Linked DNA regions of Mus musculus: regions 2 and 3 are each linked to region 1. Evidence: chromatin contacts called from public HiChIP or PLAC-seq and promoter capture Hi-C data. All regions are on one chromosome and are shown on one strand. The core of a region is the stretch at or near the end of the contact, and the rest is flanking DNA. Distances in the headings are between cores, read along the strand shown.

Region 1 (4,285 bases), core at 650-3,149:
GCAACAAGGCCATGAGACATCCCCTTCAAACGTATTCTTTCTCACAAGAAGAGCCAGATAAAGTGGTCCACATCCCCATGTCAATGGGTATGGAACCCAGGGCCTTAGGCTTGCTAGGCCAAATATCCCAGGACTGCGTTACAGCACCAGCTGGCCCCTGGTTTTCACAGGGATGGTTAGAAGGGCTGCCCAGAGAATGCAGCTGAGCCAACGTAGATGTAGTTTCAGTTTGGTGACAAACTTGGTGTTTGTCGCCTCATCTCTACGTAGATTTCTACCGATAACGTGCATGGATGGAATTTTTAAAAAAAAATTCAAAGAGCAGATTTGGGGACAGGTGGAAAAAAAGTACAGACCGATAAGGCAGGAAATTCTGACGTAAGGGAGGGTGACGATGTGTGGTTCACAGCTGATTTCAGGTGGCAAGGCCACTTCCTCCCCGTATCTGTCTGAACCAGTGCTCTTGACATTGGGACAAGATAAAAACAGCAGTCACCTAAACTCATAATTTCTTGAATCTGGGTTTCTCCAGGGTGCAAAATGACCTGCTTTAGCTTGTACGCCAAGCTAGCGTCACCTGGGAGGTCTCTCAGAACATCCTTGTGATGCTGTCATTAGGCCCTTGCAAGAAAGGAAGAGGCCCGGAGGGAAACAAAGTTTAGGGCCAGCATTTCTCTCAACTTAAAGGAATTCCAGGACCACTGAGGGTCAGTCAATTCTGGAAGCAGTCACAAGCACTACTTAAAAGACGGAGGAACATTGGGGATCTGCTACTCCAGGAATATTCACAAAGGCTGCCCCCCTTCTCCGCTGAGAAACAATATGGATCAATCAAGGTTGCTGTACCCCAGAAAGCCACAAACAACCACCACTTTTCTCTTAAACTGCCACACGAGAGAGGCTTACCTTTTGCCTGCCTGCATTAGAGACGCTGAATCCGATTCTCTATTCCCTCCTGTGTATCGATTTATCTCTTCTCAGCGAGTGTAGAGACTTTTTTTCCTTTCTCTTTAAAAGCCCAACTTCTATTTCAGGGCTGTACTACCGAGGCTATCCGAATGAATGAACCAAAGGCTTTCTTCCGGTCAGCTGCAGTCTGAAAAGGCTGTGGACTGGCTGTATTTCCTGTACCTGTGCGTGTGTCTCCATATTATTATTTCAGCCCCGGGAGTTTAAAAGTTATGCAGTCTGTACAGATACAGTGCTGAGGTAATTTCTTTCTGAGCCCCTCAGATGCCTCCTCCATATGGCAGGTTCGCAAATGGATAAGGGTCTGGACAGGCTGGCCCCTCCCCCCAGGCATGCAGTAGAAAAGCAAAACAGAAAAAGAAATCACACATACAAAATACTTTGAATTTAGGTCGCCAGCATAGGTAATGAGGAAAGGTGGGTGAAGGAAGAGAGGGACAGCCCTGCGTAACCCAAGCAAGAGGGGGCAGGGGCAGAGGTGGGGGGTCGTTTTGGGGGGTGCCAGGCCCCGGGGGCTTTCACGCCAGCAGGCTTGGCTAGCATTTCCGCGCCTCCCGCTGAGGCCATCCGTGCAAATCTGCACCTCCCTCCCCACCCCCTCCTCTCTTTCCCTCCCTCCCTGCCCCGCCATCTCTGGGATGCGCCCGCCGCCTGCAACTCAGCCCTCCAAAAGTCAGCTCCCGGGCGGCGGCGGCGCCTGCGTGCAGAGGCGCACTCGTGACCCAACAACAAAACAGCGATGCCAAGGCGCTAACAGCGCCCGGTGCGTCCCAGGCTCCCTTCTGGCCCCACACCTCCTACGGCTGCGGTCCCCGACACCCCCAACCCGAGCCCCCCCTTTCCCCAACTAGCCTAGCCGCAAGCTCCGAGCGCGATCGGCAACAATGTTTACGTTCCGGGGATTATGACGTCGACGCCTCCCCCCCCACAACTGCTGAAAATGGTTTCCTAGGACTTTGCAAACGGATCTGCTTAAGTGTTGGTGCAAAACTTTGTAGATATCGGCTCTGGCTTGCTCTATTTATTTATTTTTTTGCTTTCTTTTCTTTGGTCTTCCCTCCTTTCCCCCTCCGCCAAAATGCAGGGGGCAGGAGTGTTGACAATTAATTGGTGAACTCTCCTAAAAAAATGGAGGCAGAGAAAGACTCTGGAAGAAGATTGGTGTGTAGCTTTTTTTTTCTCCCCCAAATCTGTATCTGGTATATGATCGATTTATCTATCTATTTATTTTTTTGGTTGTTTCTTGCTGCCTTTTCTTTCCTTTTCTGTATTTTGCAAGAGGACCGGAAAAAAATAATAAATTGCATGCAAAAGGAAGCAAGCAGCTTACTCCTCCAGTCTCTTGTGAGGCTCAGGGTCTCAGACACTTAAGTGGGGAGGAGGCAACGCCGAAAGGCGTGGAAGGGACTGAGCGGGCTCGGGGTTCGCCTGGGATCTGGGGGGCTGCGGGGCTCGGTGCTGAGCGGCGGAGGGAGGAGGAAGAAGGATGCGGGGAGTGGTGGGGGAGTCTCCTTAGGAAGTGAGTGTGCGCGCGCGCTCGTGGGGAGATGAGGCAGCTGCTGGTGCGTTTTGGGGTCTCTGATAGAAGCTTTGTGGTGGGCTGGCTGCCTCTCTCCCCCCACATTCTTAACCTCCTCCCCTCCCCTCCTCTTCTTGCACTAGCGGTCGGTCGGCGGGGGCCGTTAGGGTCTCAACCCTTCCGTTTCAGCTTTCCAGCTTTTCTGTAGCTCGGGAGCAGCTCCAGCCTTAGTAATGCCGCCGGCCCTGGGTTCCGGCTTCCCGGGTTGGCCGCCGTGGCCGCCAGGGCTGCTGTTACCGCGGAGCCGGTTGCTGCAGCGGCTTCTCTCGGGGCCTACATCTGCCCCGCCAGCTCATACCCGGAGCCCCCTTCAGGGGTTACATAACCAGGCTCCCAGTCGAGTGGGCAAAGCTTAGCACATCACTTGGCGTGGGGGCAGAGGAAAGCCCCCAAATACCATTTCCATAGCTTCCAAAGATGCAAGAAGGGATTGCTTCGTTTAAGGGCAGTCGGGCCTTGGGGGTGTGAGCCCCTTTTTCTGCTTTCCAGCATCTTTGGCATTTGCGCAAAGTTGCTCAGATTGCAATGCTGGGGTGCAGTGGGCGCGCGACTCTTGCACCTGTTCTTGGTGGGCCCAGGGTGAGAGGAGACCCCCCCAAGTCCTCTCAGTAATGTCCGGGGTTCTCTGGTTGGGTCCCCGCAGCGTGCGATTGACCGCCAGAGATACGACGAGAACGAAGACTTGTCGGACGTGGAGGAAATTGTCAGCGTCCGTGGCTTCAGCCTGGAGGAGAAGCTACGTAGCCAGTTATACCAGGGGGACTTCGTGCATGCTATGGAAGGCAAAGGTGAGGCACCCCCCTCTCCTGGCTTCACTCTGCAGAGGGCCAGCGCGCACGTGGGGAGGGAGCTGCCTGTGGCTGGGTTCGTATTTCGCGCCCGCGTCCCCCATTCCAGGGGATCCGGTGACGAAACGAGACTGAGCACCGGGGGTGGGGGTGGGGGTGGTAAGGGAGGAGGGCAGGCAGGAAGAGGGCTGGGCCTGGCGTGGGCCTAGGCCCTAACTGTACCCATCATTAGTACCAGGGTGGTCACTGCCAAGGGACTATTGGACTAAGAGGGACCCAGGGAGGGCGTGAGCGCAGCATCTTCACTCTCCCAAGCCAGTTGCGCTCTCTGTGCTGCCAGAGGTGCAGTGTCTGGCAGGAGCCCTTCCAGACATCCCTGGGACCATTGGCTTGACGGCCTTAGGTTTGAAGGCCCCCCAAACTCCTATCACCTGGGCCCCGCGGGTTAGGAACTGGAATTGGGTTTAGGCAGCGCCTTCGGTTGTTAGGGTTACGCCCCTTTGAGCTTTGAGTCTGAGCCTTGGGTCTGCAGTGCCTTTCTCCCTTCCTGGGCCCTGCCCTGCTGGATTGGAGAAGGGACTAAGTGGTTGTTCAGGGCATTATTGCCACTACCCCCTCCTCCCCAAGCCTGAAGCCTCTAGCGCTTTCTACAACCTTGACAGTCCGAATTAGGGGAGGCTAGTTTGTATATGTGATAAATTACCTGCTCAGGCCTGGAGCTAAGATCCCAGTTCCTTGGCAGTTTGAATGGAAGATTTAGGCACCTCTGAGGAGACAGGGTCTTTTTCCATGCCCGACATGAGAGCTCTGTGTTCTCTGGCCTTTCCGGTGTTAGAAGCAGAAGGTGGACACGCTTCGGTTTTTGAGGGACCTCCTGGCTTTGGGGTTCTCCCTGGCTCTCCTACTGACAGTGTGGCTGAGGATTTTTTCTTAGACATGTTGGGTGAGA
Region 2 (4,636 bases), core at 1,949-4,448, 280 kb after region 1:
AATCAGGAAGTTAACACAGAAAAGCCAGGTGTGATGAAGCGTGCTTATAAAGCCCGGCACTTGGCCGGGCAGTGATGGCGCATGCCTTTAATCCCAGCACTTGGGAGGTAGAGGCAGGCAGATTTCTGAGTTCAAGACCAGCCTAGGTTACAGAAGTTACTGGCCAGATAATCACAGATCTTGTCTTTAAAAAAAAAAAAAAAAAAGAAGGAACAGGAAAACTAATGACATATTTTATGTGGTCCAATATAGGAAAAAAATTGGGGGGGTGGAATAGGGGACGGGATGAGACAGGATTTCTCTGTGTAGCCCCAACTGTCCCAAAACTCACTCTGTAGAACAGGCTGTCCTGGAACTCAGAGATCCTGCCTCTGTCTTCCCGAGCACTGGGATTAAAGACTTGTGCCACCACCACCCTGAGACATCATCAATTTCTAAAGTATTAGACTGGAACTGGACTTGGTAGTGTACACCTGTAATCCCCTCACTTGGAAGGTGGAGACAGGATTGGGAGTCCAGTCTCGTCATCCTTGGTTACAGACTGAGTAGGATAGCCTGGGCTACATGAACCTGTCCTACCCACAAGCCCCACAACCTCCTTGCTGGTGAGATGGTTTCAGCGGGTAAAAGTGATCACCACATATGTCTAAGAACCCGAGTTCCATCCCTGGAACCCACAATAGAAGGAGAGAAGTGACTTCTAAAAGGTGTCCCCTGGCATCCTTGTGTGCTGTGGCATGTTCCCGCACTCATACACAGATACATACCCAAAAATAAAATCAACATTTAAACAAACAATAGCACAAAGCTTGTCTGGTATGCAGAAGGCCTTTGGTACCTCAGGGGAAAAAGTACTGATATGGAATTTTACTTTTTTGGTGTACTATATCAAATATAAAACCTCGTGTGTTTTTTTTGTTGTTTTTGTTTTAGTCTGAGTGCATTTTAATTGAGACAGCTTGAGCATTCAGTGGCTGCATGTGGCCCTCTTCCAATGACAACAGCCACAGAATCTTATGGGTGAACAGATTATCCCAGGAAAACAAAAGCCGAGAGCTCAAAGCTACTGGTGAGCCCCTGATTCCAGATACTCCAATCCAAGTTATTTAGTGAGCTAGCAGCAGGGCTCAGTACTGGAGAGCCCATCCCGAGCACTGGAATTATTCACTCCAGAGACTTAATCTAATCTGCATTTAGATACTGGCCTCTCAGGCTGGAGAGATGGCTCAGCGATTAAGAGCACTGACTGCTCTTCCGAAGGTACTGAGTTCAAATCCCAGCAACCACATGGTGGCTCACAACCCCCTGTAATGAGATCTGACGCCCTCTTCTGGTGTGTCTGAAGACAGCTACAGGTACTTAATAAAAATAATAAATAAATCTTTGGGCTGGAGCAGTCAGAGACTGAGGGAGTGGGTTGACCGGAGCGAGCAGAGGTCCTATATACAATTCTCCACAACCACATGAAGGCTCACAACCATCTGAACAGCTACAGTGTATTCATATACATAAAAATAAAAAAAAATCTTAAAAAAAAAATAGATACTGGCCAGGGGTTTTTCAGGTACTGGTGACTGAATGACTCCAAGGCCTCATGCTAAAGAGGACGTTTTTTGGAGACAGGGGCTCACATAGCTCAGGCGAGCATTCTTCTGCCTCAGCCCCATGAATACTGGGATTGCAGACATACTGATTACTGCCTCCTCCAGCTTCAGCGAGTCTTATCTAGTGTCTACCGCTTCCATATGGTGGAAGCTACAACCTTGTGAGCGGAAACTCCTCTGCATTCTTTTGAATGCCCTTAGGCGGTCTGAACAGATTCCAGACCTAACACCAAAGCAGGAGACCTGTTGATTTATTATTTAGTTGGGACACTGTAATAATTCTGGTTGTCCTGAAACTATGTAGACCAGGCTGGCTTTGAACTCATAGATATCTGCCTACCTGTCTCTCACCAGTGCTAGGATTAAAGGCTGTATCTTAGGCATTCTTAACCATCTCTCTGGGCCATCTCTCCAGCCACCTGTGTACCTATTTCATATACCTAAGGCCACACAAAGCTTTCTCAGGTGAGTGTGGTCAGGCACAGAGGTCTTACAGCTCTGAGTCAGTTTGTGAATTGGCAATCTATCTGTGTTTTTTGTGGATTCCTAAGTGACTCCAATGTGTTGTTTGGGGACCCGTGCTTTAGGCCCTTTAGTAAGAAAACAGATCCACCTGTCACGCTAGCAGCTGTTGACACTCGAATACCTTGAAATTGGGCCCAGGAGGCAAGGTAAGGTTCACCATCTCTCCTGGGGTGTATTACAGCCTTACAGGTGCATCCAATTAAAATTAAACGTTTCATAACGCCTAGTGATGGGAGGGTATATATAAACAGTAATGAAGAGCAGAGTTTAGAATCAAAATCAGGCGGGTACTCATATTCCCAACCAATCCAACAAAACAAAGGAAGTGACCTTGGGACACTTTTGGGAAGTGTGACATCTCAAGGGTACTGGGTTATCAGAAGCTTCTTAAGGTAACAGAAACCACAGACCCAGAAAGTACCGAATGAAAACCACAAGCCTTGGTTTCTGTCCGAGTTTGAAAAGGAACCGAAGAGAAGTCCGTGACGCACAGAGTTAAGCCTTCCCTGCCCTGCCCCTCCACCAAGCCAAGGCGCAGCATGAAGCAAGTCGGGAGGGAAGGATGCGAGAAAGATGGGGTGACAGTCTAGCTAAGACGAGGCTTAGCTCCCAGGACGTCCAGTAGTCCCCAGTGTCCTGTTCAAGCTGGTTCCAGGTGGCTTGGCTAGAGCCCGGCGAGGGCGTGTCGCCGCCCCTTGAACTCGGGGAGGAGGGGCTTGGCCGGCTCAGCTATTGCCCCAGACCCAGAGAGCGAGCAAGGGGGCGCTGCCAGGTCCCGACAGTCTGGGTTGCCCCCAGCCGCGGCCCCTCCCCAGGCCCGCTCACCCAATGACGTAAGCCAGGATGAGCAGCTGCACCACGCGGTTCATGAGCCCCACTTTACGGCTGCGGATGAGCACGATGCGCGGCGTGTCGTACTCGAACAGGAAAGCCCGGAGCACGGAGCAGCAGCCTGCCATGGCTCCGCCGCCCGCTGCTCCGCGTCGTGGCCACCGCGGGTCGCCTTGTCGCTGCCACCACCACCACCGGGTCCGGGCAGCAGCCCCGCCCAGCAGCTCGGCCCGGAAATAGGCGGCGCGCGACCTGAGGAGCGCGTCTCCTCCCCCTCTGCCACCCCAGGGTGACGCCCCAACTCGTGACCCTCTCAAAGGGACGATCTAAAAAGCAAGAGTGGTATAGCACTAAGGGACGAATTACCTCTGGAGCAGGGAGCAAGGTCAGCTCCCGGAGGGACAAGGATAATGACGCCCTCAGGCCTAGGATTGAAAGGCAGACAGTTGAGTTCTGTTGCAAAGGACAGCTCTGCGGTTCAGATATAGGATAACGAGCCGTGCGCCAGGGGAACTTGGATAGGAGTTACATTCCTAGAGGACCCGAGTGCTGAAGAGTCAGTCCCCTGACTGAAGGAGGCAAACTTGATCTGGATGTAGTGGAGGGAGCCCCGCTGTGCTGCTTTATGAAACTATAGGGTGGGTGAATAAGTACCTGGTGTACTAGGATGTCTGCAGAAGTCAGCCACAAATGCCACCATATACCCCTCTTAGGCCTGAAGCCGATCCATGTCCCTACCCCTAGTCAGATAACTGTCGTAGTTGCACCTGAGAGGAGGCAACAGCCAGCACCTGGGGGGTGGGGGGGGGTCCCTGTAGCCATCTTGCTATTGAGAATGGCTTACCGCAAGCTTAGGGAGAATTGGAAAAATTCAAGCCCGTGGGGAGACACCATTGTTAAGGTCACATATATCCATTCCCTTCCGAAGTTTTTTTAATAGGCGTTTTATATTAAGTGTAACAGATACATCCAAGTACCCTTATACCAGGTACTGTCCAGCAAGCATAGTGAGAGCATCTCAGCCCTGTGCAGTATAAATATAGCAGGTAATATACACAAGGCTTGAGGTTCTAATCAGACTCCTCGCGGTTCTTTTCATTTTCTGCTCCATGCATCTTTTATTTCATCTGAGTTAGCTTCAGCTTCTGGTCACTTGGCTCCATGGATCTGAGAGAGCATGGTGGACCTTACAGAAAGGCATGGGGACAAGGTGTGTCTTTCCACCACCAGGTCCCAGGGAATTAGTTATTCCAGCTGGCTTCACCTCCTTTGTACCGCCTCCCAATGCTAAGATAAGATTTGCCGTTATGTCATAGCTCCCAATGTTAAGGTCTCTCAGCATCCAGTCCCCTCTCAGCATTATCTCCCACGTAGGGAAGAAGCCTTCAACACATGAAGGTTTGGGAAGAACTCTTCATACACAAGTCATAGTGCCCTGTTACCAGCGACTCATCACGGGATTTGAATGATTTTGAGTTTTAATCTAAGGCCTAGTGGGAAAACATGCCAGCCTGGTGTGGTGGCACATGCCTGTTATCCCAGCAGTCCGAAAGCAGAGCTGGGAGGATTGGCACAAGTTCAAAGCCAGCCTGGTTTATATACCTAGTTCTAACTATAGAGTGAGACCTTGTTTCCGTCTATAGTCAGTGAGTAGGATAGATGCTGCCAAATTTGAC
Region 3 (4,258 bases), core at 1,641-4,140, 490 kb after region 1:
GTTTCTCCCAACTTTATTTCTACATAAAAGGGACCATGGATTCTGCTTCTGGGAGTCTTGGGTTCATGATCAGTTTTGCCAACCTCTAAGCAAAGAGGTGCCCAGCTAGAAAGCATATTAATGTTTCAGAGAGCAGTCCAACCTTCAGTAGAAAATGCTTTGCAGAGAACATTCCAGAAGGGCAATGGAATATAGTCCCAGGATCTCTGAGACTATAGGCATTGTCTTTTCTGGGAGGGCAGTTTTGCCTTCTTTTTGTTTTGTTTAAGATTTATTTATTTATTATTATATGTAAGTACACCGTAGCTGTCTTCAGATGCACCAGAAGAGGGTGTCAGATCTCATTACGCGTGGTTGTGAGCCACCATGTGGTTCCTGGGACTTGAACTCAGGACCTTCAGAGGAGCAGTCAGTGCTCTTAACCGCTGAGCCATCTCTCCAGCCCTTCTTTTTGGTTTAAACCTAAGCTTCACAGCCATTCTTCTCATAGGTAAGTGGTCCAGAGGCCAAAATAAATCCAGCTTATTGATGAATGGAAAAATTAGTACACTGGAGCTGAGCAGACGTTTGCTGAGGCCTTAGTGCTGGCAGAGCCCTTCCCAAGTAACTGATGGGTTGAGGAGGGTGGGGCTCTCATTGGTTTCATGCATTTAAACTGTAGGCACTCAATAAATGATGAGCAGATGTTGGGGACTGTGCTTTGTACTGAGTATGGACCAGACAGACAAGCTTCATTCTCAAGTCTGGATGCCCTTACAAGATGCTAGGAGGCAGGCACCGAGCAGCTAAACAAAATCTACAGTGTATTTTCCATAGAAAAGTGCTAGGGCAGCAGAGACCCTTGAATAATGTGATAGTAGGCATCCTGGGGAGGGGAGCTGCTTTAGATAATAAAGCATCTTTCCGGGGGGTGGGGGGGACTCGGGGATTTAGCTCAGTGGTAGAGAGCTTGCCTAGCAAGCTCAAGGCCCTGGGTTCGGTCCTCAGCTCTGGAAAAACAAAACAAAAAAAACCACCAAACATCTTTCAGGAGGGGACCGGACAAGGAGGAAGATGGCCTGAGGGAAAAACTGGGAACCCGTGTTGTAGGGTGCACCTCCAGCCCCTGAAGGAGGGGACTACAGAACAAAAGCCAAACCCAGTGAGCATCACAGACAAACTAAGAGAGGTCATGACCTTCCTACTCTCAGTGCCCCTTGCTGTAGGTACGACAGAACTGGAATCCAGCTAGGAGGGAGACCCACCAGCTCTCCATCCCTCCCACCCTCTCACCCCCCACCTCGCAGGCAGTCACCTGATCCTCCAGAAGAGGCTGTGACCTAACCAGTTTCCACCTTGCTTCTAGGGAGTGCATTGCTATACACTAGAATTTTTGTTTGTTTGTTTCGTGTAGGGTTCTGTTGGTCCTGTTCCAAGTATCAATCAGAACTGCGTGCCAGCCTCCACTCCTTGGAAATAATTAAATGAAGTGACGTACTTGATTTTTTTTTTCAGTCGGGTAAAGCACCATGATTTGCATCTGCTGAAGGAATCTATCTTAAGTCTTGAGGCGGAGCCTTGTGGGACGTCTCAAGTGATTGGGGGGGGGGGGTGGCGTTGCTAAACACTCAAGAAGATGAAATGCTTTATTTTGCAATCTATGCCCTTCATGAAGCCGCATTTTGTGAAGATATTTGCAAATTCAATGCAAAGGGCCTCCTCCCTGTTAAGTATGGCTTCCCACATTCCTCTGCTTTTTAAATTTATTTTGTATGTTTTAGACAAGGTCCAACGTGGAAGACTGCTCCTAAACTCCTTCAGTGTCTGTCCATGACCTTGAACTCTTGATCCCGTGGCTTCCACTTCTGTTCGTGGGATCACAGGCGGGCTCCGTATAGCCTCTTTATATTGGCAAAATTACCTTGCATGCTAGGCTCTGTACAGACCTCACAGAAACAACAGATGATCTGTGGTTTAAGAATAGATTTGGGATTGAAGGCTCCTTCTCTCGCATTGGGGGAAGTGGAAGTCTTATATAGCAGCCATCATTTGGAAGCCAAAGCCAAGCCACCTAGCATAGCTGCTACAGCATAACCTGTGACTTCTATGCAGACGTGTGTCAAAGGCTGTGTGAGCTACTAAAAACGAAATAAAACTTCCTCCTTCCTCCCCCAAGAGTGGGATTCCCTGTCGGGGCACAGAACCCGCAGGGGAAGGAAGGGCTGGTGTTGGCGTGCGATGGAGATGAGGCTTTCGGCTGGGGGTGTGGGATGCGGTGTTCCCGAGGCGACAGATGAGCGCTTTTGGCTGTGTGGGAAGGGAACTGCGGAATTCCTCCCCTTGGTTGCTGAGGGGGGCTCTGAAGGAGACATTAGGATGCAGAGCACGGCTCGCGCTGCCCAGGACGCGGAGGCAAGCCAAGGACACCAGTGCGAGCGCGCCTCGGCCCCCCTGCGTTCCCGAGCCTCCCTGCCAATGCGCGGTCCCAGCCAGTCCCCAACCTCAGCGGCAGGGCAACCAGCACAGAGCGCCCACCCGTGAACTCCGCGCTCTATCCCCGCGCGCGGTCGATACGGGAAAAGCCGTGGCCCCGGAAAAGTCAGGCTCACCCTCCGCCCGCGCCGGTGGCCGCAGCGCATCGAGCACAGCGTGGACGCAGAGGTGGCCCTGGCCCCGTGCGCGCGCACAGGCGCCGCGCGCGGCCTCGATCCGGGTTCCTGGGGGGCGGCGCGCGGGAGGAGGCGGGGCCTGCTGGCGGCGTGGGCGCGCGGTGCGCGCGCGCGGGAGGGCGCCGGAGGAGGGGGCGGGGCCGCGCCGCCCGCGCCGCGCTGGGGGCTCTCTCGGCCAATGAGCGGCGTCCACATGCCGCGGCGGCGGCGAGAGGGGAGGCAGCGGCGGATAAATGCTATTAGAGCAGCCTCCGCGGAGCCGTCCCCGACGCCGCCACCTCCCGTCTCCTCCGCCGCAGTTCCCTCCGCCGCCGCTGTCGGGGGTGCAGAGCTGAGGGGCTCGGGCCGGCGCGCCGCGCAGCTCCTCTCCCGTCGCCTGCCTCGCGGTTCCCGGCGCCGAGGGCTCGGCCCGGCGCCGCTCCTCATCTGCGCCCCGTCTCCTCGGCGCAGCGCCCGGGGCCTGCGCTGCCCGCGGCCGGCTGGCAGCTGCTGAAGCGACCCACACTCGCGGCGGGGCGGGAGGCTCGCAGTCCCTCGGGCGGGCTCGGCGAGGCCGGGCCGCGTGCGGCGGTTTCTGGGGGAGGGGGCTCGGGTGATTCAGCGCCCCGGTCAGGCGGAAGCGGCCGCCGCCGCCGCGGAGGAGGAGGAGGAGAAGAAAAAGGAGGGGACAGCTGTCCGCGCCCGGGCGCCCGCGGTGGCACGAGCCCGCGGCCGGAGTGCGAGGCGGTAGGCGAGGAGGCCGCGGGGACGCGAGGCGAGGCCGGCCGGGGCCCCCGCAGCCATGGAGAACGCTCACACAAAGACCGTGGAGGAGGTGCTGGGCCACTTCGGGGTCAACGAGAGCACGGGGCTGAGCTTGGAGCAGGTCAAGAAGCTCAAGGAGAGATGGGGCTCCAACGGTAGGTGCGGGGCGCCGGGGCTGCAGCGGCGCGGCGCGGGCCCGAGCGCCAAGGAAGATGGCTGACCCGGCTCCACCTCGTGGGGCTTGGCTCGGCGCGGCGCCCGACGGCTGCGAGAGGCCGGGCGGTCCACGCGCGGGTCTGGGCCATCGCCGACCTCTAGGGGTCTCGAGCCGGTGACCTTCCCGGCCGGCGCTCAGCGAGTCGGATTGGGGGGGGGGGAGAGGGAGTGGGAAGGAGGGAGGAGGTTCCTGCGGCTGGGCTGAGTCCCCCGCGGATTTATGAGGCGTCGATGTTGTTGAGAAACCCTCGGACCGTTTCTTGTGCTCCCCAAAGTTGCACATCTGGCAGAAGTGATGACCCAGCTGAAATGACTGCATGGTCCTGGAGGCCGGAGAGGGCTTACGGGCAGTTCCGAGGCCACTGATTACCAGGGCTGAATAATTTTCTCGGGGTATCAAAGTGGAGACAGATTGTTGTACGTTCATACACCTATATCCGCCATTCAGACAACGATGGTGGTGAATTTAGCAGTTTTTAATAAAAGCGCTAATACAATATCTTCATTTTTCTTTCTGCTTTCCTCCTGACACGTTGCTGTCGAATTTCGGCCTTCTAGAATTGCCGGCTGAAGAAGGTAAATAATATTAACATGTTATTTTGGAGAGATGATGTGTGCAGGCTGATTGATGTGGACAATTGAAACAAATG

What was found. Promoter capture Hi-C pulls out the DNA fragments that hold promoters and counts their contacts. HiChIP or PLAC-seq counts read pairs in DNA pulled down with a chosen protein or histone mark.
Region 2: a contact with region 1 is called in a promoter capture Hi-C map of liver, with 2.5 times the contacts expected there. The contact joins the promoter of P2rx4 here to the promoter of Kdm2b in region 1. A contact is called at or near these places in 3 of 39 promoter capture datasets (liver and pre-B cells), 2 of 115 datasets of contacts at active chromatin or transcription factors (embryonic stem cells and microglia) and 1 of 9 other capture datasets (pancreatic islet).
Region 3: an H3K27ac HiChIP or PLAC-seq map of microglia shows a contact between it and region 1, with 7 times the contacts expected there. The contact joins the promoter of Atp2a2 here to the promoter of Kdm2b in region 1. A contact is called at or near these places in 4 of 39 promoter capture datasets (hematopoietic stem and progenitor cells, hippocampal neurons and liver), 3 of 484 Hi-C or Micro-C datasets (all in embryonic stem cells) and 2 of 115 datasets of contacts at active chromatin or transcription factors (microglia and pancreatic cancer cells).

Annotation. Positions count from the first base shown.
Region 1 is chr5:122,986,713-122,990,997 of GRCm38.p6, reverse strand. Kdm2b (lysine (K)-specific demethylase 2B) reads left to right here and starts at 1,899. Exons shown (of 23, transcript NM_001003953.2): 1 at 1,899-2,130; 2 at 3,192-3,336. The coding sequence starts at 2,098. A930024E05Rik (RIKEN cDNA A930024E05 gene) reads right to left here and starts at 1,644. Exons shown (of 3, transcript NR_045820.1): 1 at 907-1,644.
Region 2 is chr5:122,706,106-122,710,741 of GRCm38.p6, reverse strand. It overlaps P2rx4 (purinergic receptor P2X, ligand-gated ion channel 4), which reads right to left and starts at 3,198. Exons shown (of 12, transcript NM_011026.3): 1 at 2,955-3,198. The coding sequence starts at 3,088.
Region 3 is chr5:122,500,857-122,505,114 of GRCm38.p6, reverse strand. It overlaps Atp2a2 (ATPase, Ca++ transporting, cardiac muscle, slow twitch 2), which reads left to right and starts at 2,890. Exons shown (of 20, transcript NM_001110140.3): 1 at 2,890-3,547; 2 at 4,167-4,184. The coding sequence starts at 3,430.